Regions from separate parts of the Mus musculus genome. Here all the other regions are linked to region 5. The links are chromatin contacts, called in public ChIA-PET, HiChIP or PLAC-seq and promoter capture Hi-C maps. All regions are on one chromosome and are shown on one strand. The core of a region is the stretch at or near the end of the contact, and the rest is flanking DNA. Distances in the headings are between cores, read along the strand shown. Region 1 overlaps Gm39409 (a long non-coding RNA gene). Region 2 has its middle 30 kb from the start of C430002N11Rik. Region 3 overlaps C430002N11Rik (RIKEN cDNA C430002N11 gene). Region 4 overlaps Pxylp1 (2-phosphoxylose phosphatase 1). Region 5 holds the start of Rasa2 (RAS p21 protein activator 2). Region 6 overlaps Pxylp1 (2-phosphoxylose phosphatase 1).

What was found. Promoter capture Hi-C pulls out the DNA fragments that hold promoters and counts their contacts. ChIA-PET counts read pairs in DNA pulled down with a chosen protein or histone mark. HiChIP or PLAC-seq counts read pairs in DNA pulled down with a chosen protein or histone mark.
Region 1: a contact with region 5 is called in an H3K27ac HiChIP or PLAC-seq map of microglia, with 10 times the contacts expected there. The contact joins the enhancer-like site here to the promoter of Rasa2 in region 5. A contact is called at or near these places in 1 of 39 promoter capture datasets (the HPC-7 cell line), 3 of 484 Hi-C or Micro-C datasets (CD8 T cells, Th1 cells and erythroblasts) and 5 of 115 datasets of contacts at active chromatin or transcription factors (bone marrow-derived macrophages, effector CD8 T cells, embryonic stem cells and 2 more).
Region 2: a contact with region 5 is called in an RNA polymerase II ChIA-PET map of effector CD8 T cells, with 636 read pairs. The contact joins the enhancer-like site here to the promoter of Rasa2 in region 5. A contact is called at or near these places in 13 of 39 promoter capture datasets (3T3-L1-derived adipocytes, the C10 cell line, the HPC-7 cell line and 9 more), 1 of 484 Hi-C or Micro-C datasets (the HPC-7 cell line), 24 of 115 datasets of contacts at active chromatin or transcription factors (the 230-238 cell line, CD8 T cells, the HPC-7 cell line and 17 more) and 4 of 9 other capture datasets (adipose tissue, embryonic stem cells, liver and 1 more).
Region 3: a contact with region 5 is called in a promoter capture Hi-C map of second pharyngeal arch cranial neural crest, with 4 times the contacts expected there. The contact joins the enhancer-like site here to the promoter of Rasa2 in region 5. A contact is called at or near these places in 15 of 39 promoter capture datasets (the 3T3-L1 cell line, 3T3-L1-derived adipocytes, the C10 cell line and 9 more), 2 of 484 Hi-C or Micro-C datasets (B cells and nephron progenitors), 12 of 115 datasets of contacts at active chromatin or transcription factors (the 230-238 cell line, CD8 T cells, the SCID.adh cell line and 8 more) and 3 of 9 other capture datasets (adipose tissue, liver and pancreatic islet).
Region 4: a promoter capture Hi-C map of embryonic stem cells shows a contact between it and region 5. The contact joins the enhancer-like site here to the promoter of Rasa2 in region 5. A contact is called at or near these places in 14 of 39 promoter capture datasets (the 3T3-L1 cell line, the C10 cell line, the HPC-7 cell line and 10 more), 10 of 115 datasets of contacts at active chromatin or transcription factors (embryonic forebrain, embryonic hindbrain, embryonic stem cells and 5 more) and 4 of 9 other capture datasets (adipose tissue, embryonic stem cells, liver and 1 more).
Region 6: an HNF4G HiChIP or PLAC-seq map of pancreatic cancer cells shows a contact between it and region 5. The contact joins the enhancer-like site here to the promoter of Rasa2 in region 5. A contact is called at or near these places in 4 of 39 promoter capture datasets (embryonic stem cells, hippocampal neurons and stem cell-derived epiblast-like cells), 3 of 115 datasets of contacts at active chromatin or transcription factors (embryonic stem cells and pancreatic cancer cells) and 2 of 9 other capture datasets (adipose tissue and pancreatic islet).

What each region holds. Positions count from the first base shown.
Region 1 is chr9:96,389,530-96,393,480 of GRCm38.p6, forward strand. The region is part of intron 1 of Gm39409 (a long non-coding RNA gene); the gene reads right to left. All of the region lies in intron 1 of Gm40550 (a long non-coding RNA gene), which reads left to right. Among named protein-coding and RNA genes, the nearest start is that of Gm39409, 5.4 kb to the right of the region's middle. Within about 2 kb of position 2,627, at least 74 of the 459 cell types and tissues checked have an H3K27ac peak or open chromatin away from gene starts, as enhancers often do. A contact at or near this core is called in CD8 T cells, the HPC-7 cell line, bone marrow-derived macrophages and 3 more, where this site is marked.
Region 2 is chr9:96,793,210-96,797,319 of GRCm38.p6, forward strand. No RefSeq gene overlaps it. Among named protein-coding and RNA genes, the nearest start is that of C430002N11Rik, 30 kb to the left of the region's middle. Within about 2 kb of position 2,287, at least 223 of the 459 cell types and tissues checked have an H3K27ac peak or open chromatin away from gene starts, as enhancers often do. A contact at or near this core is called in the 230-238 cell line, CD8 T cells, the HPC-7 cell line and 16 more, where this site is marked.
Region 3 is chr9:96,767,760-96,771,910 of GRCm38.p6, forward strand. C430002N11Rik (RIKEN cDNA C430002N11 gene) reads left to right here. Exons shown (of 5, transcript NR_102296.1): 2 at 1,859-1,976; 3 at 2,192-2,337; 4 at 3,722-3,854. Among named protein-coding and RNA genes, the nearest start is that of C430002N11Rik, 4.3 kb to the left of the region's middle. Within about 2 kb of position 2,297, at least 11 of the 459 cell types and tissues checked have an H3K27ac peak or open chromatin away from gene starts, as enhancers often do. A contact at or near this core is called in second pharyngeal arch cranial neural crest, where this site is marked.
Region 4 is chr9:96,831,252-96,835,121 of GRCm38.p6, forward strand. The region is part of intron 4 of Pxylp1 (2-phosphoxylose phosphatase 1); the gene reads right to left. Among named protein-coding and RNA genes, the nearest start is that of Pxylp1, 56 kb to the right of the region's middle. Within about 2 kb of position 2,345, at least 26 of the 459 cell types and tissues checked have an H3K27ac peak or open chromatin away from gene starts, as enhancers often do. A contact at or near this core is called in embryonic stem cells, where this site is marked.
Region 5 is chr9:96,629,675-96,633,572 of GRCm38.p6, forward strand. Rasa2 (RAS p21 protein activator 2) reads right to left here and starts at 1,829. Exons shown (of 24, transcript NM_053268.2): 1 at 1,690-1,829. The coding sequence starts at 1,819.
Region 6 is chr9:96,861,395-96,865,013 of GRCm38.p6, forward strand. The region is part of intron 1 of Pxylp1 (2-phosphoxylose phosphatase 1); the gene reads right to left. Among named protein-coding and RNA genes, the nearest start is that of Pxylp1, 26 kb to the right of the region's middle. Within about 2 kb of position 1,762, at least 41 of the 459 cell types and tissues checked have an H3K27ac peak or open chromatin away from gene starts, as enhancers often do. A contact at or near this core is called in pancreatic cancer cells, where this site is marked.

The DNA of each region.
Region 1 (3,951 bases), core at 1,377-3,876, 240 kb before region 5:
AGATTGCTGCAAAGTTAAGAGCACTGGCTGCTCTTCCAGAGCACAGGGATTTGGTTCCAACAGACTCACCCAGCAGCTCACAGCTGCCTAACTCCTAAAGAATGGAGGGCCACCTGCCCTCTTCGCTCTCAGAAAAAGCCACCACTGTTATCACTCCTCTCAAACAGCCAATCTGTTTCACCAGGTGTTATCCTTGAGTCAGGGATAATGGGCTGATCTCTGGAGTATAGACATGACACCACAGGGGGGAAAAATCAGGCACACAACCATAGATAACACAGATAATATCCCCTTCCAGCAGAAAGGCTTCTTAGGTGACACACAGAGCCAGTTAGTCACAAGCTGGGGAAACAGAGACAGGCAGGCAGATGATGGCTTCAAGGCCAGCCTGACTGACACAATAAGACTGTCCTGGTGGTAGAGTGGTTGCCTATCAGGTGCCTAGGTCCAATCCCCAGCATCTCAAAACAAACAAACAAAAGACTAGCTACACACCTCCAGGGACTTACAACCCTTTGGGAATAGTCATTTAGTTACTAAACACAATAAGACAGTAAATGAAACCTTTGGTACCACCAAGGTCAGGAAGGAGGAATCCTTCCTTTCTGTAGAGGGCTTGAGCTCTAGAGCTGTAGCTGGATTAAAGCTCTGTAGGCTGGTAGGAGTTTGGGTATTTTGAGACAGTCTGCTCTGTAGACCAGTGTGGTGGTTTGAATGAGAATCACGCCATTGGCTCAGAGACCGCAAAGCTTGGTCTGGTGCTGTTGGAGTAGGTTTAGGGAGTGGGGCCTTGCAGGAAGATGCATCACTGGGGTGTAGGCTTTGAGGGTTCAAAGCCCCACATCATTCCTGGTTCACCCTCTGCTTCATGCTTTGGATCAGAATGTGAGCCCTCAGCTTCCAGTCCTGTCTACCATGTCTGCTGCCTATGGTCATGATGTCCCTGCCATTGTAGATCCCAACCTTATGGAACCAGAGCCTGAGTAAAATCTTTTTTCTTTTTAATAAGTGGCCTTGGTGTTTTGTCACAGTCACCATTAGAAAAGTCACTGATATAATCAGGTTGGCCCAGAACTCACTACGTCGTAGCCCATGGCAGTCTTGGGCTTGCAATCCGTCCAACTCCTCAATTTTCTAAGTGATGAATGGGATCACAGAAGTGTGCCACCGCACCCAGATGAAGTTTATTGTTTGAAGGTGAAAGGATAGCACCCAGCCCAAGGGGCTGTACCTGCAGGAGAGGGCAGAGACCTATTTAGGACTTTGGCCAGGTGGTGGTGGCACATACCTTTAATCCCAGCACTCAGGAGGCAGAGGCAAGTAGATCTCCGTGAGGTCGAGGCCAAACTGGTCTGCATAGTGAGTTCCAGGACAGCCAGGGCTATGGAGTAAAACTCTGTTTTGAAAAACAAACAAGGGCTGAAGAGACGGCTCAGTGGTTAAGAGCACTGACTGCTCTTCCAAAGGTCCTGAGTTCAATTCCCAGCAACCACATGGTGGTTCACAACCATCTGTAAAGGGATCTGATGCCCTCTTCTGGTGTGTCTCGAAACAGCTACAATGTACTTATATAAATAAAATAAATCTTTAAAAGAAGAACTGAGCAGTGGTGGCACATGCCTTTAATCCCAGCACTTGGGAGGCAGAGGCAGGTGGATTTCTGAGTTCGAGTCCAGCCTGGTCTACAGAGTGAGTTCCAGGAAAGCTAGGGCTATACAGAGAAACGCTGTCTCGAAAAACATGAAGAAGAAGAAGAAGAAGAAGAAGAAGAAGAAGAAGAAGAAGAAGAAGAAGAAGAAGAAGAAGAAGAAGAAGAAGAAGAAAAGAAGAAATAAAACTTTGAATAGTGGCTCAAGGCTGGATGAGGTGGGCTCTTGAACTTCAGGCTAAACAGTAAAATGGGACTTTGTAAATAAGAACTACTGCTTTCTCAGAAAAGGAGGAGGAGGAAGCGATTAATGCCAGCTTCTTATTCCTCTTTTTTTTTTCCCCTTTTGAGGCACACACACTCCAGGATAGCCTCAAAAACAAACAAAAACAAATAAACAAAAACACAACCAAACAACCAAAAAGCAAAAAACAAATCAAACCAACAAAAGCCCCCACTATGTAGCGAAGGATGAGAAACTGCTCCCTCCTCCTCCATATCCAATTATGGGGTTATGGGCATATAATAAGTGTTTGACTTGCTTTGCTTTTTGAGACAGTCTTGCTCTGTACGCCAGGCTGTCCAGGACTTCACTTCGTTAATCCTCCTGCCTCTACCTCCCTGCCAAGTTCTTAAATTTAAGTTCAAATTAAGTAAGTGCCCAGGCTCCGGAAACCTGTCTTCTTATGTTCTAAGTCAGTGATGATGAATATACCAGGATTATACTGAAATAATATTGAACCATAAAAGCCACAGAAAAGCAGTTTGCTTCTATCTGCGTTAGACTCACAAGCCCAATGATACCCAGAGCCACTGGAGGCTGTGGCTTCTTCTTAGTTGAGCAACTGGGTACTATTTGGGACAAATCACTGGTCACACAAGTTCCATCATAAGATGAGAAAGAAGAGGAAGCAGTGTTTAGTGTCCTTTTGGTTTAGTTTTTAATAACAGGACAGGGTAGGCATTGTGCAAGAACACAGGATATGACATCAAGGAGACCTCTCTGAGCCAGCCCCTGCCAACCTCTCAGAACTATGTGACCTAAGGAGGACCTACCCACTCAAATCAAACCAAACCAACCCACAGCAACACATCTCTCTGTCATCTATAAATAAGAACACCTTCCTGACATGGTTTGAAGGGAATTTACATGGAGGTGCTATGAAGTACCACAGAATGTTAAGACACTTCATGTTCAGAAGATGCCAAGAATTCTTTAGACTCCATTCTCACTTCTTTTTTAAGTGGGAGATGCTGAGCAATCCTACCCTGCCCTTCTGTTTGTCAGATCTCTCAGCATACTAGACTTGATGGATAACGGAAACACTTAAATCATCACGAAGGGTCAAATACCCCGATTGGCAACCTAGTAACTCACTTATAAGAGATTTTAATTTTTAAAATATCTTTGTATTAATTCTTTGAAAATCTCATGCAATATATTTTTAAAGATTTATTTTATGTATATTGTATATGAGTGCTCTATCTCTGTGTATAACCTACATCCAAGAAGAAGGCATCAGATCCCATGACAGATGGTTGGGAGCCACGATGTGGTTGCTGGGAATTGAACTCAGGACCTCTAAAAGAGCAGCCAGTGCTCTTAACATGTGAGCCATCTCTCCAGCCCCCAATACAATATCATATCATAATAATCATATTTATTCATCTCCATTCCTCACCCTAACTCTTCCCAGTTCTACCCCACCTCCACTCCCAACGCCATGTCCCCATTTTTGTTTGCTTTGTTTTCTCTCTTTTTTTTTTCTAAACAACCCACGGTGTTCTATTTGTGCTGCCCATATACTCCTGGATGTGTGGCTACCCACTGGAGCATAATCAACCTATGGGGGTCACACTCTTAAAGAAAACAGACTTTCCCTCTCCCAGAAGCCATCAACCGTCCATAGCTCCTCAGTGTGGGTGGTGCCACTTGTGAACCATTTTCCACTCCACGCTAGAATCTCTCCACTGGCTTGATCTAGCATAGGCAACAAGGCTGCCATGGTCCAAGACTGCAGCAGTCCTGCTTGTTCAGAAGATACCGTTTCATCTGGTCCTTCCTGACCTCTAATTCTAACAGTCTCCTTCCTCAGTGCTGGCATGTGTGTGATACAGATGTCCCAATTGAGACTGAACTCAAGTCCGCTGACTCACTCTTTCCACTCTGACCACTTAGGAGTTCCCTTGCTAACCTTCCTGTACTGTACAAAGCAACGCCTCAGATGAGGTCTGAGTGCTGCCCTAGTCCACGAACAGAGAAAGATGAAATTATACTATGTCCATATAGTAGAAAATAGTGT
Region 2 (4,110 bases), core at 1,037-3,536, 160 kb after region 5:
CACACACACACACATACACACAGACACACACGGACACACAGACACACACGGACACACAGACACACACAGGAAAAGACGCTGGAGGTGCAGATTCTCTACATGGCGCTGCATTTCATTATGCAATAGTTTTAAAAATTACATTTTTCAATTTTTGCTTTATGAATATATCCTACTTTGACACATAGACTAGATTAGAGGGTCATGTCCTTAAGGTTCAGACCTTGGTAAAATGACCTTATCTCATTCAGGACATTTTAAATACCATCAGCTTTCTAGGTCTTACTTCTGCAAGTTCAAGGGTACAACTACAGACACAGTTCAGTGCCTGATTCATTCACACCAAGGTGCCAACGGTCACGTCTATCCACCGTTTAAGATGTAAATATATGTGACTAAAATTCCTTTCCTCGAGAAGATGAAAACAAGGTCTGTCCCTCTACCTCAGGTTCCAATGGCAAACTGAGATGCTGCCAAAGTTCTCCCTGGGGAACCAGTGAGTTCACAGGCATACTTACTTACAGAGAGCCTGGGCGAGGGGTTGCTTACAGAGAGCCTGGGCGAGGGGTTGCTTACAGAGAGCCTGGGCGAGGGGTGCCGGGATGAAGCTTTTCCTCTCCAAAGGCCACAGCTGGACGGATTTTACCCCTCAGGGACGAGGGCTTCCGTGAACTTGCATAGATGGAGTCCTCTTCCCTGGTCTTGCCAGGCTTAAAGACTCTAGCCACTCCCAGAGGCCACATGCAATTAAGGCAGAAGTACATATAGCAAGTTGGGTCTTGTGACCCTCCCTAGCCTTCCATGAAAGGATGTAAGTGGTCAACAAGCCCAACTGTGATAATTCTTTTGTATGGGGGCCCAACTATACTTTACAAGACAGAAAACATATAACAACAACAACAACAACAACAACAACAACAAAATAGTCTTATTTTAAAAATTCAAATAACATTATTACTGTGAAAACAGGGATTTTTTTTTTCCTCCTCCTTTTTGCAACCCGGGATTTTAGACAGGGTTTTATGTACCCTGGACTGATGTTAAAACTAACAAGCAGATAGGGACACCTTGAAAGGCGTTTTCTTCCTGACCTCCGGAGCCCACATGCTGGGATACATCCAGTTCCTATAAATAGCTTAAACTGTGTAGATCCTAAAAGGGTCTGAGAGACCTCCACAAGGTTCAAGAAATAGAGCAACATGTCAGTACCTCTGAGTAGTCTATTCTTCATGACTGACTGCAGGATTGTGTCCTACGATACACTATCTCATAGAACACACTAATACCAGTCATTGTAGCTCCCTAAGAGTTAGGGACCTGTGTACTTGACTTAGGAGTTTAGGGGGGAAATTACTATGGGTTGTATAACCATCCACAATTCTGGACAGGGTTTATCACTTATTGGTATACAGCAATTATCCAGCATGTGCAAGGAACTGGGTTCAGGATCCCAGGACGCAGAGGTAAAATCCAAAAACATTAGTGATAATGTGTGGTGGGCCAGGCCTATAATCCCAGTATTCAGGAGGCCAGCCTTATCTACTCAGTCATATATAAATCATAAGCGAGGGGCAGGGTGGTGCATGCTTTTAATCCAAGTGCTTGGGAGACCAAGGCAGGTGAATCATTACAAGTTCAAGGCTAGCCTGGTCAGCTATGGCCAGCTCAGGATGACACAGTGAAACAGAAAAAAAGGAAAAGAAGGGAGGGAGGGAGGGAGGGAGGGAGGGAGGGAGGGAGGGAGGGAGGGAGGGAGGGAGGGAGAGAGGGAGAAAAAGAGGGAGGGAGGGAGGGAGAATTCTAATGAGGGAAACTCAGTGTTAGCTTTTTCAGTGGTGTACTTTTGGCCTCATTCTCTCTCTTCACCATCATTTAACCTTCCCATTCCCCCCCCCCCCCCCCCGTTATCTTTCAGGCCCTCTCATGTCCTGTAGCTTCCTCTTAGTCCACTCCATTCCCATTTCTGAATGCTCCCATCACAATCCTCAGATTTTTGTTTTGTTTTAAGGGGAGCAGGGGCTGGGGGGGAGCAGTGGGGAGTGGGGTAGGATGGGGTGTGATCTTTAAGGGCTGACAAGCTTTGAAGGAGACAGATTTAAAAAACAAAAATAAAAAGGCTGGGGTCCCAAATAAGTTGGAGTCTGAGGAATGACACTGAGTGGAGAGTCTTAGCAAGGAGACTAACAACCTCCAGAACCCCAGGTATTCGCTAGTATGAGCTGGATGGGCAGGGTCACAGGAAAACGTGGTCGGGAGCCACAGTACTGTTCACACTTGTTCCCACAGCCTGCAGGCACAGCAGAAGCTGCAAGAGAACTGTGACACGTGACACTCTACAGATCACGCCTGGAGGTTCAAGACTGTCTCTTCTTTCAAGAGGGAGCCTGACTGCGGATAAGGAGGAGCTGAAACCATGATCTGTTTCCCAGGGGACCAGTAGGGAAAAATGGCACCGGCCCAAGCAGCCTCAGAGCCATCCTAACAAAGCCTGGCTTTCTGTAACTCACAACCGAGCCCTGGAGGCTGACACCCCACAAGGGCCCCAGAGGACCCTCCCTACTGCAGGGCTTCTCACTCCACTTTCAACTTAAGGCTGCCCTAGGGGAAGAGGAGTTGTGGGGTAGGGGGCGAAGCTTTCTGGGAAATTCAGCCCTTTTCAAGAGGCTTCTGGGAGTTGTAGTTCATATAGGTCTTTGCATGCAAGCACGTTTCTGTGTGTGTCCCTGCGCCGCCCCCCCCCCCCCCCCCCCCGTTGAGGCTTCTATTGCTCCAGAACCCTGGGAAAGGTCATAGTTTCTAGTTCCTGGAGGCATCCGACCTGATGGAATCATAGCAGAAAATGAACTTTTGATATATGTAATATAATTCTACACTTGTCTTTTAACGGATTACTGTGCATTGCTTTGCTGTATCAGGCCTGACTCACGCTCTCACTTACATATTTTAAAATGTCCTTATATATGACTTTCAAGAAGTCTGATATGCAACATGATGGGGAAATTTCAGAAACTTTTTCAGTTAGATTTTGTTTTAATGCAAACACTTGTAATTTTTTTTTTGTATGACAAAAGTCTTTGTGTTGTCAAATCCTTTTAAATAAAAGAGATTTGGAGAAAAATTAGGAATTCTTACAGGCTGATGATTTTTAAAGATTATGCAATGTTTATGCTTATTAGTGACATCTATAGTTTGTACTGTATTGTAGATATATATTTGTATAAATAAACGTACAAATGAGGCTATACACTAAGGTTACATATAAACTAATATTCTAAAGAAATCTATGATTGTCATTATTAAAGCATAATGTCAGTATTCAGAAACTCAAAACATCTAATTTTATGATCTTTCCTTATCCTAGGCCAAGTTTTTAAAAAGGACAATTGGATAACTTAAAGGCATATGGAGTTGTTTACTTTGGACATAATATTTTATAGCAATCTATGGATTATTTCTTTTAAAAATCTAGGTGAGCTATGAAAATTTTATATAGGTACAGGGGCTTTAAAAGAAAATATTATAAGATTAATAGTTATACTAAAATATTGAATTAGCTATAGCTTTAATGTTTATATGATTTCCTATCTATATTCATTATGTGTATATGTATGTGTCTGCATGAGTTTATGTGCACTATGTGTAGGTACACCAGAGAGCAAGTATAGGGCGCCAGACATCTGGAACTGGAGTTAGGAGCGTCTCTATACTGGCCATGGTCACTCATCTTTGGCTCCAGGATAAGCTCTTTCTTGGTCCCTTTGAAGGGAGACTTGTGTTCTGCATTAACAATGCAGAATGCCTTACCAGGCTGGGGGGTCACATAAAATTGTTCTTGGTCCATGTATGTTCCCACTAAGAGCCTCATTTCTGGGCAGTAGCATGACTCAAACACTGTATTTTAAGCAGAGCTGCTCTTTATATAAAGGGAGTAAACACTAATCATATTGAAAGTCTTACTGTTATGCTGTAGACAGTGGCAATAACTAAACCACCTTGTCTTGTCACTGGCCAAACTTTCTGCAAAATTCTAACTCTAGAATCTTGTTGGCTGTGTTTTGTATTTTCCTTGTGATTTTTTTATAGCTGTTATCTGTTGATATTATATGAAGAAGG
Region 3 (4,151 bases), core at 1,047-3,546, 140 kb after region 5:
TGTGCAATGGCTGAGAGCTCACAGCTTATCCACCAACATGAGGCAGAAAGAGAGCAAGCTAACTGGGGTGTGACAGAGAGAGAATAAGTCAGCTGCTAATGGTGTGGGATTTTAAAACCTCAAAGCCTACCCCAAATGGCATACCTCTCTCACAAAGCCACACCTCTTAATCCTTCCCAAATGTTTCCACCAAACAGGTACCTAGAATTCAAATATATGAGCCTTTGAGGGTTATTATTATTCAAACTATCACAACAGCCTTAACCAAGATATCAATTAAATATAATAATTGATTCTGAAGTCAGAGATAATTTACATACACTTCCTCTTTCTTCTCTCTCTCTCTCTCTCTCTCTCTCTCTCTCTCTCTCTCTTTCTCTTTTCTTTCCTCTCTTCCCTAAAGATATTTTTCTGAGGACCTACAACAGCAAATAACAGAACTAAAACCAGAAAGAACAAAGTCTAGGCTCATGGAAGCAGTCAGATCTGGAGAAGACTCTGGGTCTCAAGAGCAGTTTGCCCAAATTGAGCAGGGGAAGTCTCAGACACACAGAGGACTTGGTACAATGCCTCATATATGAACTCGAGTCATGGTAAAGGTTCTTAGAATGGCAAATGCAGACTTCAGGGTTGAAAAAGTCTAACGAGCCTATAGGAAGGAAGGTAAGTCAGAATGATTACTAGACCACACTAGCAGCAGTTTTTCATGGTCACAATAATCTCTTTGTGTGTGTGCGTGTGTGCTTGTGTGTGTGTGTGCACAGGCACACACGTGTGCTTGTGAGACTAGGGGAGGACCACAGATGCCCTGCTCTATCACTTTCTACTTTATCCCCAGTATCCCTCATGAAACCTGCAGCCTACTTTTGTCCAGGCCAGCGAGCCCTGCATCCCTTCCATCTACATCTCTCTTCCACCACTGGACCAGTGCTGGGGTTTCAGGTATGGGAGACATATAGGCATGCTCTGCTTTATAGGACTGTAAACACAAGCACTCACGCTGGCTCAGCAAGCTCTTCTACCCACTGAGCCATCTCCCAAGCTCCACCAATGTGCTATTCATCCCTAAGGAAGCCTCAGTTTTCTAATCGTTCTTTTTGTCATCCCATCCTGTTCTTTCATGATACCAATGCCTTCTTAAGTTTCCCTAAGGATGTTATTGGAAATCTCTTCTGTTTCTGGTTTGTACTTTTTCTTTGTGTTCGTGGTTATATATTTATTTTTACCCATTTTATGTTGTAATCCTTCTTCAAATACATGGTTATTTCTGTTACTTTAAATATATATATTATATATTTGTTTGGGCCTGGAGAGATGGCTCAGTGGTTAAGAACACTGACTACTCTTCCAGAGGTCCTGAGTTCAATTCCCAGCAACCACATGGTGGCTCACAACCATCTGTAATGGAATCTGATGCCCTCTTCTGATGTGTCTGAAGACCGAGACAGTGAACTCATATACATAAAATAAATAAAAATATAATTGTTTCAAGAAAAGGTTTGTTCTTATTTTATGTGTTTGAATGTTTTGCCTCTGTTTGTATGTATACCACATGTACACAGTGCCTTCAGAGGCCAGAAGAGCTCCTCAGACCCCTTAGACCTGGAGTTGCAGATGGCTTTGAGCCACCATGTGGGTGTTGGGAATTGAACTTGGGTCCTCTAAAAGAGTAAACAATGTTCTTAACGTCTGAGCTGGCACTCCAGCCCATTACTTCTCAACCTTCCTAATGCTGAGACCCTTTAATATGGTTCCTCATGGTGTGGAGACCCCCAACCATAAAATCACTTCATTGCTACTTCATAATTATAATTTTGCTATTGTTATGGATTGTACGGTGAATATCTGTGCCTTCCAGTGATCTGAGGCGACCCCTGAGGAAGAATTGTTTGACCATCCCAAAGGGATCAAGGCTCACAGGTTGAGAACCGCTGCTCCAGCCCCTTCGGCTGTTTTTATTGCAGGCATTGAATGAGGTATTGTGGTTCCACTTCAGCTAAAGTTTCTTTGTACTTGGGTGGGGCCTGTTGTTTGGCGGCTTTCCCATGTGGAGATTTATCATCACCTCTTCCTTGCTGCGTGCATCAGACTAATGATAGCAGGTTCTGCTTTTGCTAAAAATGTACTGCCTCCTCGTCTGAGCCTACAAGGTGACTGAAAAGGCCATAAAGCCCGCTCTGTATCTCCTCAGCTTCGGCTTGGATGTCAGACTCCCGTTCCACTTCATATGTCAGCATGTCAGTCATTCGAGGAGTGTCTACAAGCAAGTGACAGAAGGAGGTTCAGCCCTAACTTATCTAACCCTCTTCAGGCTGAAGACAAAAAGATAAGACTAAGGTATTTTACTATCAGCCTGTATAGCATTGTTCCAGGTCCCAAAAAGGCGCCTGAGAATCCCCAGTCTCTGTCCCAAACCTGAGTCACCTTGGATTCCAGGAATTCAAAGCCTCACAAATGACCCCACCATGAGATTGCCCGTAAGTGGGAGCCATTTCCCTATGTTGGGAACTGAGGAACAACCAACTCATGGGAACTGGCTCACCCTCTCAAGTGATACAGGCTTCTCCAGAGTCCCTTGCAGAATGAAGACTGGGGTAGACCACAGATTGATGGAGACTGCTGAATTATCCATGTGCTCCATGCTCTCTCTTCTACCTAAGCCTACAGCTCCTGTAGCAGGTCCCAAAGCCCTGTGTGCTTCATCCAATCTTCCCAGAATTGCCACACCTGGTCAAAATGCCCCCCTGTTTTCCCATCATTACTTTCTCACTGATTTCTGGGAATATGAACGGACCTGATTTGTTGGGACTCCTAGAGTCCAGCTGCTAGACAGTCTAGACGTTAGTAAGTGAGCTGACACATATGGTACTTCTTACAAGGTGGTGTAACTGTTGCTTTGACTTTGACTTTGATAATTAGATCCAGCTGCACTGCTCACTCAGCTGATGTTGACAGGTTGTTTTTATGGTGAAGGGTCTCCCTCTGGGTTTTAGCCTCTGACCTGCACTCATACAATGCAGGTTTGCCACCCCTCGCCTCCTTCTACCTCTGTCCCTCTGTCCACCATCCATCACCAGACATTTTTTGAGCTCACATCTCTGCTGTAAGGTGCCGTTATCATTGCTCACTGGGTATCGTTTCTCAAGTGCCTTTACTGTTATTTTAGTATCATCTTGGTTAGGAGAAATCAAGCATGTTTAATCTGCCATCGTTCCCTGAATAATTATTTACTCCCTGGGTAGGTTCTATTCCAGTGGTCCATGTTTGAAGTCCTAGCTCTTTTATGTGTTTTTCCTCAAGTAGTAGGTCCTTGACGTTTTCATAAGATGAGGCAAGATGGTCCTAGCCGGGGTGACTTGCTTTAGTTGAGAGCCCTTCAGAGACTGTCTACAAATGCAACCCCCCTCTAGATATAGTCTTTCTGAGCTTGCAATTAGCAGCAGAAAGGATTTTAGGCAAAGGTTCAGAAAGGATGTTACAAGGAGTGATGGAAAGGAACCATTTGTGAGGAAGATAGCATCACTGCCAAGCCCTGAAGTCCTTGTGAGTATCCTTTTACTGTAACCATTATCAGATCGTTCCTCTGTGCCATTGCAGGAGGTCGGCACGGATACCGGCTCCAGAACGAGGGTGGGTTCTTCCTTTAAAATGTAGAACTAATTCCATCCTGAATATGAGTCATTCACTAGCTCCTAATTCACGGTCACCATCACATTTGCAGTAGGAACATGCTGCGTAAAACATTGTGGGATTAGTGAGCATCTGGGCATCTTAAATTTTGACTGGCAATTGACTCTAACTTCAACAGACGAAGATCCACCCTTCATCCAGCTCTCCAGGAATAACAGTAATTGGTAAGCATATCCCTAATTAAGGGATGTAATTGTAGTCATCCAGGTCTATGGCCATACCGCCCTGAATGTGCTGGATCTCATCTGATGGTAGCTGTCCATGCTCTTTTAAAAAGCCATATTATAAAAATTAAAACACTGTGGACAATTTTCAGTATTAGGTGTGTTTAGAGCTCATCTAAGAGTCTCAGGTAAGCAGAAGCACCCCTCCCCGAAGCTGGCAACTGGCACCTGATTTTCTTGGAATTCTTAAAGAGCTAGAAAGTTGCTTGCAGTCTGCTACATGACAGAACCCAAGAT
Region 4 (3,870 bases), core at 1,095-3,594, 200 kb after region 5:
GATATTCATTACAACTCTCTTCCCTTCTTATGTTTTGCAGCTCTAAGATGGAAACCGAGCCCTGGATATGCTGAGCCTGTCTCGCATGCTCTTCCACCAAATCACATCCCAGTCCTCTCATTACAACCTTTTTCAAGGGACACAAATATGAAGGTTCACGGAAGAAAAACATTTACAGGACAGATAACTAGTGGCTGTATCTTTTCCATAGCAGGAGGACTAGGTAGCTGAGTCCTTGGAGTCTAACCTGGATCCCACCACCCAGGTCTCATCCCTCCCTCCATCCCTGGACTCCAGAGCATATCTGGTAGATGCACCAAAAACATGTGGGGATAAAGTCAACTGTGACATATCCTGTTCTTAGATGTACAGTGAAAACATCATGTCCATATCTTCCTTAACCCAGAATAATGAATATTGTAAATATCGTGTCACCACAGTGGTTATCATAATACTTTGATTTCGATGGAAACATTAAAAACAAAGGCTGTGGTAGGTGAGGGTACCATTGTATGCCAAACTCTGTTATTTCTACTTGGCAACATGATTAGCACCCACTGCTGAAATATGCTGAAGTTTGGCATCTTCCTGCTCTGTTCTTTTCTGTGGCAGCTGTGTAGGCAAAGCAGCGCCCCAGGCCAGCTGTGGAGACATTGCTGAAGAGTGGTGAAGGCCAACAACCTGGAAGGACCTTCCCCCTGAATAGCTAGATGGGGCTGAGTGGCGTGAATCTACCCTTACACAGGAAGAGGTAAACTTCCTTGTTTAGGGCAAGGTACGTTTGACTCTCTGTTACAAAGCCTGAACTCGCCCTGACTAGCTGAGGGTGTATTTCTCCTCAGCATAACTCATATGACTGTGGCCTCCTTGGGAATCTGCTGTCGCACTGACAACTGAGACAATAAAAAACATTACCTCAAATTGTTCACTCGGGAGTTCTTATACACATTTTTATATGTTCTGTTTCAGTGTGCTTATCGTACAATGCCCAAGGCAGAATCCCACGGCCAATCACATTCAAGAGAAAACTGACCGTTCAGCTGTGATCCGGGTTCTGCAGAGCTGGCTACCTGGAGCTGGGACAGCAGAGCTATTACCAGAAAGTGTAATCTTAAAAGCTCACCTGGCTGAAAACCAGAAGGAACTTATACCACATCTAAAAATCTTAAACCAAGTAAAGAATAGATTGTTTCCAATTTCAACAAAACAAGCTTATAAAAAGACAATCCCAGGGTACTTTTCTGGGCCTTTTTTGTGCAACTTGATATGGCCAACTGTCTGCTTTCTTCAGTCTGCCTGAGACCATTTTAGCGTTATCTGCTGTCCACATGCTAAAGATGCTCAAATAAACCAGCATGCTAATGCTAAGCCCTAACTGCACAGCCCTCTGCCTGGCAGACACTCTTCCTAGAGTGTCTGGAGACAGCTCACAGGCCATGCTGGAGCTGACATCAGAGCAGTGTCCTTGGTTCCTGGAGGGACAGCGCCATCAGTAATGTGGCCCTGCCTCTGCTTTTTCACCGCACCCAGCCGGTCATGTAGCCCACCCATCCCACCTGACCTTCTCCAAGGTCACCCCTCCATCTCTGAGGCCATTCTCAAGGTTCAGCCTCTGCCAGTTTCTCATTTAATAACAAACCTGTGTCCTGGGTACCTGGGTGGTAACAGGAATGGACACAAGTAAGAGAAATCTCTGACTCAAAGAGGGAGGTACCTTCCAGTCTGGGGAAACACACTGCACAAGAAACACTGTAGCCCTGCTTGTATATGGGGGGTGGAGTGGGGGAGGGAGGGAGAGACAGAGGGAAAGAGGGAGCGACAGAGAAAGACAGAGAAACAGAGAGAAGCAGACAGAAAGACAGACATACAGAGAGAGAGAGAGACAGAGGAAGACAGAGATGGAGAAACAAAGAGAAACAGACAGAAAGACATACAGAGAGAGAGACAGAGGAAGACAGAGAGACAGACACAGAGTCAGACACAGAGAATGAATAACAGATGCTATGACAAGAGAAGGCAGGAGGGGAGAGTGGAGTCGGGGAGGAGCACTCTGTCATTTTAAGTGAAGAGTTCTAGCAGATCTTTCAGAGGTGATGCTTGAGCCAGGAGACAGGAAGAAGCCATGCTCAAGTGTGGAAAGTAAGCTGGAAGTAGTCTGCCCAAGGGCAAGGAGGGCGGCTGATGAAGCTGGAATTAAAGGGCCAAGGGAGGTAGCTTTCAGGGTGTGGGCTCTGCCTCTGAATGAGGCCTTGTTTGAGATCACTTCCACAACAGCATGGCTATCACACCAGCTTGTTCTCATACACTCTGGCTGCCAGAAATCTCTACCGCCTCACCCCTCCTCCACTATGCTGGAAACCAGGAAACCAGGTTCCCCAGAACGGTGCAGTCTGAAGGACCCATTTTAGTGCTACACTCACTCCACTGAGCTAAGATTGAAAACCCCCAAATTGCCAAGTTGCTGAGCACCCCAGGCGACCTGGGCGGGTCTAACTGCTAATGAGCAGTTTCTCATTGGCTGCCAACTGACTCCCGCACAACCTTTGGTCTCTCAGAGTGGCTTCCCTTCTTATTCCCTCCCTACCTGTGATGGTTTGAATGAAAATGGCCCCCACAGCCCATAGGGAGTGGCACAATTGGGAGGTGTGGCCTTGTTGGAGTAGGTGTGGCTTGCTGGAGGAAACCGGTCAGGAGGAGTGGGCTTTAAGATTTCAGAAGTTCCTGAGTTCAAATCCCAGCAACCACATGGTGTCTCACAACCATCTGTAATGAGATCTGATGCCCTCTACTGGTGTGTCTGAAAGACAGCGACAGTGTACTCTTACTTATGGTATCTTAGATTCCAGTACCCTCTACTGGTATGTCTGAAGACAGCTACAGTGTACTTAGATATAATAATAAATAAATCTTAAAAATAAAAAAAGAAGAAGACCTTGATGTTCAAGCCAGGCCTAGTGACTTGTTCTCTCCTCCGGTTGCCTGGGGATACCAGATGTAGACCTCTTGGCTCCTTCTCTAGCACCATGTCTGCCTGCACCCTGCCATGCTTCCTGCCAAGATGACAATGAACTGAACCTCTGAACAGTAAGCCAGGCCTAATTAAATGTTTTCCTTATTTAGAGTTGTTGTGGGTCACGGTGTCTCTTCACAGCAATAAAACTAAGACAGTCTCATAAGCTGAGTTGTGGGTTGCTGGCTTAGGCCTCAATGCACTACCAAAGCCTCTTCCACTCCAGGTTTCCTTCTCTTCTTTCTGGGCTAAAGCAGTCACCTGTGCTGGCTTCCACTTGTGTGACTGACCCACCACCAGCACCTGGATTTCCAGACAGAAGTGGTTCCCTGAGAGCAGGATAGCCCATCTGCTGTGAAGTGGTTCCCAGAGAGCAGGATAGCCCACCTGCTGTGAAGTGGTTCCCTGAGAGCAGGATAGCCCACCTGCTGCGATGCCTGAGGTACCCACTTCCTGTTACCTTTCCAGTCAGACTGGTCCTAGTGTTACTCATGCATGCCCAGCTCTGTAAGCTGCAGGCCCACTGCTCTTTCTGGTCCTTCTATCTAGAATGTTCTCTCCCTAGGACTCTTCACAGGACTTCTCCACTGCACTTAAGTGACGGCTGGCGTGCTACCATGCAACCTGGCCCAGGAAAGGGGTATAACTCTAAAATTTGTTATGTAAGTGTTTGAAAGGACTGTTTTTCTTCTTGGGTGTAGAAAAGCATGCTCATCTTTATGAATGTAAATAGGGCATTTAAAAACACAGCATTCTCTCCCTCGGGGAGATGGCTCAATGGTTTAAGAGCACTGACTGCTCTTCCAGAGATCCTGAGTTCAATTCCCAGCATCCATCTGTAATGGGATCCAATGCCTTCT
Region 5 (3,898 bases), core at 579-3,078:
GTGTGTGTGTGTGTTTTAATCTGCAGACCCGAATTTCACTTGGAGTGATATTTTTACCACACTGTTCACAGAACCTTTGCTATGCATCAGGTCAAAGCAGAAGGTAACTTACTCCTAAAAACAGCCCAACCCTAAATCTCAACTCCAACAGAGCACACTGTCTTCCCACAACACAATCTGCTTTTATAGATTCGCAAGGCTTCAACAGTGTCTAGCATCAAGTCACAGAAAAATATAAAGTAGTAAAAATTTGAAAAACCTAATTAGTAGGGGAAGAAAATTCTAGTGTATTTGGCTTTTCCCAAACATTACATACATGCAAATATTAACTGTAAGAAAGCTAATTTGTGAAAAGTTTACACCCTAAGAAAGTAACTTAAAATACTGGGAACTTAAGACGCACAAAACACCCACTGCTCTGGTGTAATTTCCCAAGTTTTAATACTTAAAAGTGTCTGAATTGGGAGTCCCAGGATGACGTCAGGGAATTGAAAAGTAACATTTAACATGCTTGCTCCTGGGGTTTTAATAAAATTCCAAATCCTTGAAAGGGGAGTAACATCAAAAACTCAAGTGGGAGAATCCAAAAGAAGCATCGAGATTTAAGAATTAAAGTTTATACTCTGCCAAAGAAAGAGCAGTATCAGCCATTCTAACACAATTGAATTTTCAACATATAAAATATCTCTTATAGCCAGGCATTATTTAGGAGACCGATTTCATTCTGGGGATAAAATAATCTGAATTAAAAAAGGTTTTCAACTAAAGTAACAATAAACTCTACTGATTCGCCAGTCATACAGTGAAAAGGGACCATCTCAATAAGCTGGGGGAAGTCGATCTAATATCAAAGGGTCGTTTTAAAGAGGAAGGATAGCAATGACAAACGAACTGGCCCGTCTCTGAGTAAGAGTCTACACTCATCGGTGCGGCTCTCACAAATGCACGGGAGAGAATCAAGTGGGTTGAGCGCGGACTGGATGACTGAGTTTTGAGACCTGCTCACAGGAAGCCACTACATCCTGCCCCAAGTCACCGTCAGTCACGCCGGCTCTCGATTCAAGTCCCCGCCGCGGCAAGGTGGGGCGGGCACAGGTGTCCCGCCCGAGCTCCCCGGGCGCCCCGCTCGCCCGCGCAGCCTCGCCCACCGGAGCCCCCGCCACCGGCTCCCGCAGTCCCCAGCGCCCGCCTCAACCTCGCACTGGCAGAGGAGCCCCAGGGAGCTCACACCCCCTCCTCAGCCCGCCGCCCGGCCCGGCCCGGCCCGGCCCCGCCCCGCCGCAGCCGGCCTCCCTCCCTCCTCCAGCCGCGCCTCCCTTGTAATTACCACGGGGCTCCCACCTCGGGCCGCTCCCGTCGTCCGCGGCCGCCCGCAGGCCTGCGTCGGAGGGAGGCCGGAAACTCCGCGCGCCCCCGGCCGCGCCCCGGGCTCCCGCGTCCAGGCCGCGCTCCAGGCAGCGCCCCTCGCGCCGCGCCGGTCCGGTCCGCGCGTGCAGGTCCTCACCCCGCTCGCTCCGAGGGGGAGCCCCGACCCGCGCCGGGCAGTCGGTCGACGCGGCGCCTCCCCCCAACACACCCCCATCCAGTCTCACCAGTCCCGGGCGGCCGCCGGTGCCGCCACCCCCGCGCGTGCCCGCCGCCCACCCTCCGCGCCGCCCCGGGGGTCCCCTCAGCCCCGGCCCCGCTTACAGATCCTGCCGCGCAGGCTCTGCAGCACTCGGACCTCACGACTGTCCTCGTCTCCCGTCTCCGGGTCTGCGCTGCCCGAGACGGCCGGCGCCTCGGGAGAAGCCGCCGCAGCAGGCGCTGCCGCCGCCATGGTGCCGCCCGGCCCCTACCCCAGCCCTACCGCCTGCGTAGCCGGGCAAGGCGGAGCCGGAGCGAGGCCTAGGCCGGATCGAGCCTCGCTGTAGCCCCGCCTCGGCCTCGGGCTGACTCGCCCCGCCCCTCGCGCCGTGCCCGCCCTGCATCCGCCTCGCCTTGCCTCCCTGGGCAAGTCGCGAGAGGCGCTCTGAAACCCCCACAAGGAGGAAAACCCTGGCCCTGCTGTGATCCCCAGAACCCTGAGAATTGGACGTCCCCCACGAACGGACCTCTAGGTCCCCAGATGCTCAAGGAAAAGAAAAGTCCCCAGTCAGAATGACTCCAGGTTCCAGGAAAAAGTTTGGCATTTTGGCAAACGTCAAGAGATGTATTAGAGACTCTTCCAGCGGTGTCTAGATGCTCCCGCAGTGCGGCACGTGGGGGACAAACCACATACTCAACCTTTGCTCTGGGAACATTGCTCTGCAAAAAGTTGGGTCAAGAAAAGGACCACAGACTCCGTCCAGTCCTGTCTGAGACCCAGAGAAATTTTGAGTTTATCACCAGTTTTGCATTTCAGAATCGGAACGGTGACCTCTTTCCCACTCCCAGAAGCAGGCTTTTTAGAAAGTAGATTGGCCCTGGGAAGTTTGTAAATCTTCAACTAGTTGTTGCCACTATCTTAAGGGAACTATTTACAGTGAGTAAACTGTGTGGATAACACCCTGGTATGTGAGGAGAGGGATGATTTCCTGGTCCTGAGGTTTAACTGCGCTGCCCTAAGAAGGAAGAAACTGATTTAATAGAGCAGGGTTGTTCTTTGCCAGGTGCTAGAGTCAGCCAGTCAAGGAATGTTTTCAGACATATAGGAATGGCCCTAGGGCAAAAAGACGGGGCAGAAGGCGCCAAGACCATGAGCACCTCAACCTGGAAGGGCACACAGAGAGAAGAAGCAAGTTGTGGAAACAGAGTCAAGGAGAGCCTGCCTGGGAAGAGTGAACAGACGACAAGCAAGCCCAGAAGCCACTTGTGCCAAGGCCAGTCAGGCAGACGGAGTGACCTAAGCTTGCTGGATGTCTTAGGCTACCGAGCAATACTTCCAGTCCAGCTGGTGATGCATGAGGGTGCCCCTTGTCCTGTACCATACAGCCTTGGAGAAAGTGAGCTTACCTCTCCTTCCAGGCATTTTGTTGTTTCAAACAGAAACTCCAAATGGTATTTCCCTTTCTTTCCAAATCAGAGCTCACACACCACAGGCCAGAGACTGGCTTTTTCTATTTTAAAACGTTTAATGCTTTATTGGTATGTCTTACTTATACACAGTCATGGTGTGATACCGTTTTCATACACATGTTTAATGTATGCATAGTATTCAATACCCTCTTCATCGCCGTCCACATCCCCTGCACCCCCTTCCTCTCCTCCCAGCTGGCTTTCTTCCCCTCCAATCCCCTGGAAGGTCAGTGGATGGCTGTTGGGAGGTGGTTCTCCTTTCACCGTGGGTTTCCTAGGGATTAACCCGGCCATCTGGTTTGGTATTAAGAACCTTTAATCACTGAGTCATCACACCAGCAAGACTTTTTTTTTTTTTTTTTAGTTCAATGAGTTTATGAGAGTTGTTTCCAGAAGCATAGACGAGAGATTAATTACAGGAGCACAGGAAACTTAACAGTGGCTGTACTACTGAAGAAAATGTCTCTTCCGGCAACCGTCAACTGTCAAAAATCCTTGTAAATCCTCCTGCACCCTACCACAGGATGTTGGCTCCCAGTATTGCACGGATCTTGTATAGTACAGACAACCACAGCTGCTGTCAGGTAGAATGGCTGAAGAGATGGCTGAAGGGTTTAGAGCACTTAGAGAAGAGTTCCCAGCACCCAAGTGGCAACTCACAATGCTCTGTAACTCTAGTTCCAGGGGATCCTACTCCTTCTGACCTTCAGGGACACTAAGCACTCATTATGGTATACATACATGCAAGTAAACACTCATACACATACAAATAGAAATATCTTTGTACAAAAAATGTGACAGCCATGTCATGTCATGCCAAGAAAATTCCACCACACTCCACTCTATCCTCTGACTCTTACAC
Region 6 (3,619 bases), core at 512-3,011, 230 kb after region 5:
CTGGGTGACGTGATTCTGAGGGACTGTGGCTCCCTCACGCCCTGTTCTCCAACATCTCCCAGGTCCTGCTACCTTCCGTGCAAAAGATGTTCTTGGTCCAACATGCATCGTAACCAAACTACTCCTGTGGAAACAACCACATATGATGCCATTTGATGTATTACCTGTTATGAGATGTTCACTCGGCATAGCTCAAGTCCCTGGCTAAAAATACCTCAACCCTAGAATTATTACATTGAATTTCTGCTTAAACAAACAGGAAAACGCAGCCAGGTTCCTTTGACTTTACTGTTAATCTGAGCAGTAAAAGCAGAAGCGCAGAGCTGAGCCAGCACAAGACAATAAGCAGACCCCCTACACCACGGTAAATACCACTTCTAAATTAAAAGGGGAGAGAAACACGGCAAAGGCTTCTCTCTAAGCTACTATTCCAACACCAGAGGCTCCCAGAGCTGAGCCCTGAACTATTTTTTTACCTAGTAAGAACCAAGAATGCCACATCAGGCCACAGGCTCTGGTTTCTTCTTCAAAGGATACAAAATTTAGGATTTGAAATGTGACCATGGCTACTTGAAAGAAAATATGCATTCAATTATCTTCCATATGTGCAGCTGAAGTACTATTACCAGGAATAGAAAGATAGAATTAAATAAAGAAAATACTCTGGGTAGATGTTATACTGATTCATTTTGATCATGATCATTTGGGCCTAAGTAAAGAGCATTATAATTTTAAAAAGAATCATGTAATTTAAAGTAAGCTCGAGCCAGGCAAGGCAAAGGCTGCATCTGAAGGGGACTCCAAGGTCACAGCAGAATGGAGTTTAATTGCAAAATCAAAGCTGCTCGGCTAAGAATAAACCAACCTTGGAGACTGATGAAGACGGATGAATTGTAGAGTTGCCTGCAAAGCACAGAGAACAGACTGGGATGGGGTGCCCTAAGCTCACCACAGTTAGTCTGGGTCCAGAGCTCTTCAGCTAAACTGTAAGCATGCTTCTAAGAAGGAAGCCAATCCATCCATCCATGCATCCATCCATCCATGCATGCATCCATCCATGCATCCATGCATCCATCCATCCATGTATCCATCCATCCACCCATCCACCCACTCACTCATTCACACCTGAATGTACAATTCACTCCAGAACAGAGCATTTCCTCACATCAACAGGTGCCATTCTAAATGAAAAAGACCTCAGGCATAGAACTCGGGGGTAGTGGTGGGGGAGCAGTGGTAAAAGGAAGCACCTTGAAAAAAGCTGAACTTCATTACAGATTTATAGAAGAAAGGATATAGGACCAAGATTCATTGTAAAAACAAAAAAACAAAACAACAACAACAACAACAAACTCCACAAGAGGCGAGGCTGGAGATGGCTCAGCAGTTAAGAGCACTGGTTGCTCTCTCAAAGAACCTGAATTCAGTTCCCAGTACCCACCTGGCAGCCTACAGCCATCAGTAAGTGCAGCTCCAGGGGATCTAACACCCTCTTCCAGCCTCTGCAGGCACTACCTGCATGTCTGAGGTAAGATAAGGAGGCAGGCAAAATGCTGCCTGCTGCTGAGGCCGGGTGGTGGAAACTCAAGGATCATCACATGATTCTCTGCTTTCACAATGTCCAGTATTCAAAGTGGAAAAACAAACAAAACCAGTTTTTTTTTTAAATTTTATTTCAAAAAGTAGGTAGACTGCAGGCAAGGGAACATGAGTCATGAGAGAGGGTATAGGGCTAATTGCTCTTCGTCTCCATTCTGCCGTGGCTTTTCCTTCTGAGTAAGTGCATAAAAAATGTAACTGATAATCAAAGTTTAAAACAGTGAGCGAAGTTCCAGGACTTCAGAAGGGCTCTTCTAACAGTACAGAGGTTCAGTGAGTTTGATCCTGGGTAAGGGCTTGTTAGAGTAGCTACTTTAATCTGGCTCTGTGATGCTTTTATTTGTGAGTCCAACGTAATAAAGTGAGTTTATTTAATAATAATCTTAAAAGTAAGTTTATTGTCCAATCAGTGAGGCAAGGGGTAAACCAAACACTGGGCCACAGGAAACCACAGCCTCGTGGGAAAGAGGGGCACAGAGATCATACCCAGACTAAGAGACAGCAGGTGGGCTCCCTGGAAGAAGCGACTGAAACTGCCCTGAAGAGTAGACTGGAGCTGGTGTATCTGTGATTGTAATTTACAAAAACATGCCACAGAGCAGTGCCCACTTGCTGGACAGGCTTGCTTTGTGGGTTGGCCCTTGTTTCCAGGCTAAGATGTAATCTCTTGCCTGCAGCTCTTCTCCTCCAGGAGCAAGCCCAGAGCTTCCCCTGCCCTCTGTGCAGCAGAGACGTCTCACGTGACACCCAGGAACCCTGGGAGGTGTCTGTGATCTGCCCTATAGCTGGCTTCCCCAAACACTTCTCTCACCTAGGGTGCCTGGGAAGGTGACATAACCCATGACAGTACCATGTCCAGATGTGTCAACTGTTAAGGTGCAGCCCGCAGTGGTGCAGGAAGAAGAATGCAGATCAGTACTGTAGGTCAGTCCCCAAGCATAGCCCTGGGTGGGTAAAAAGTTACACTAGGCCCAGTGTGCTCCACACTTTTGGACTTGCAGTGTGATCTGGCAATAAATCCCTCCTCATCCGGTCCCTTCCACACAGGAGGGAGTCGGGGTGTGTGTAAGAGGTATAATTCTAGGGCTCGGTTTTAACCCTCAGTGAGTTATGGTTCCCCATGAAGAATTGGAGCCCTGGGCTGTGAAGAGTGTGACAGCACTGTTGTCTGTAAGTGCCAGTCCCATGACTCTCAGATAGTTTGGTGCCCACCAGCTCACCCAAGGCACCAGTTCTGCTTCTTCCTTGCCTCTGTTCACTCTCTCCCCATCCCTGGCAAGAGCCCTGCCCATCGGGAATAGCAAAGAAAGCCAGAATCCGAAGAGGTTTTAAATGTCACCTCGTAGCCGGGCAGTGGTGGCGCACGTCTTTAATCCCAGCACTTGGGAGGCAGAGGCAGGTGGATTTCTGAGTTCGAGGCCAGCCTGGTCTACAGAGTGAGTTCCAGGACAGCCAGGACCACACAGAGAAACCCTGTCTCTAAAAACAAAACAAAACAAAACAAAACAAAACAAAACAAAACAAAACAAAACAAAAAATGTCTTCTTGTCCAAGGTCAGGCCAGAGCAAAATTGGCACACGACCCTAGTGGGTTTGGAGAACTTGACCTATAAGGCTCCCACCCTGCTTCACATTCAGAGTGGAACCCAACACTCTGCCCTGTGACCTTCCTGGGCACCCCAGCAGACACACTATGTGACCAGGCACCCCTAACTGTACCTCTTACCAACAGACTTCTCTAGGCTTAATGGGACATATTATTATCACCAGAGAGTATTTTCCAAACTCGTTCGTAACTAGTAGTAACCAGATAATAAATCCAGTTCTGGCCAGTGAGCCATGAGTGAGCAGTCTGCTAGCTTCCGGTCAACAGGAGGTTGCACGCCCTAGCGCATCCTGGACCTTTCCCCTTACGCCTTCCCTTCCCACGTGGCAAGCCCCAGTGATGAGCAATTTCACATGTGGCTAAGAAACACCATCCTAGTGGATGAAGCGAACCCTAGGTGACCCCAGGGAGCAA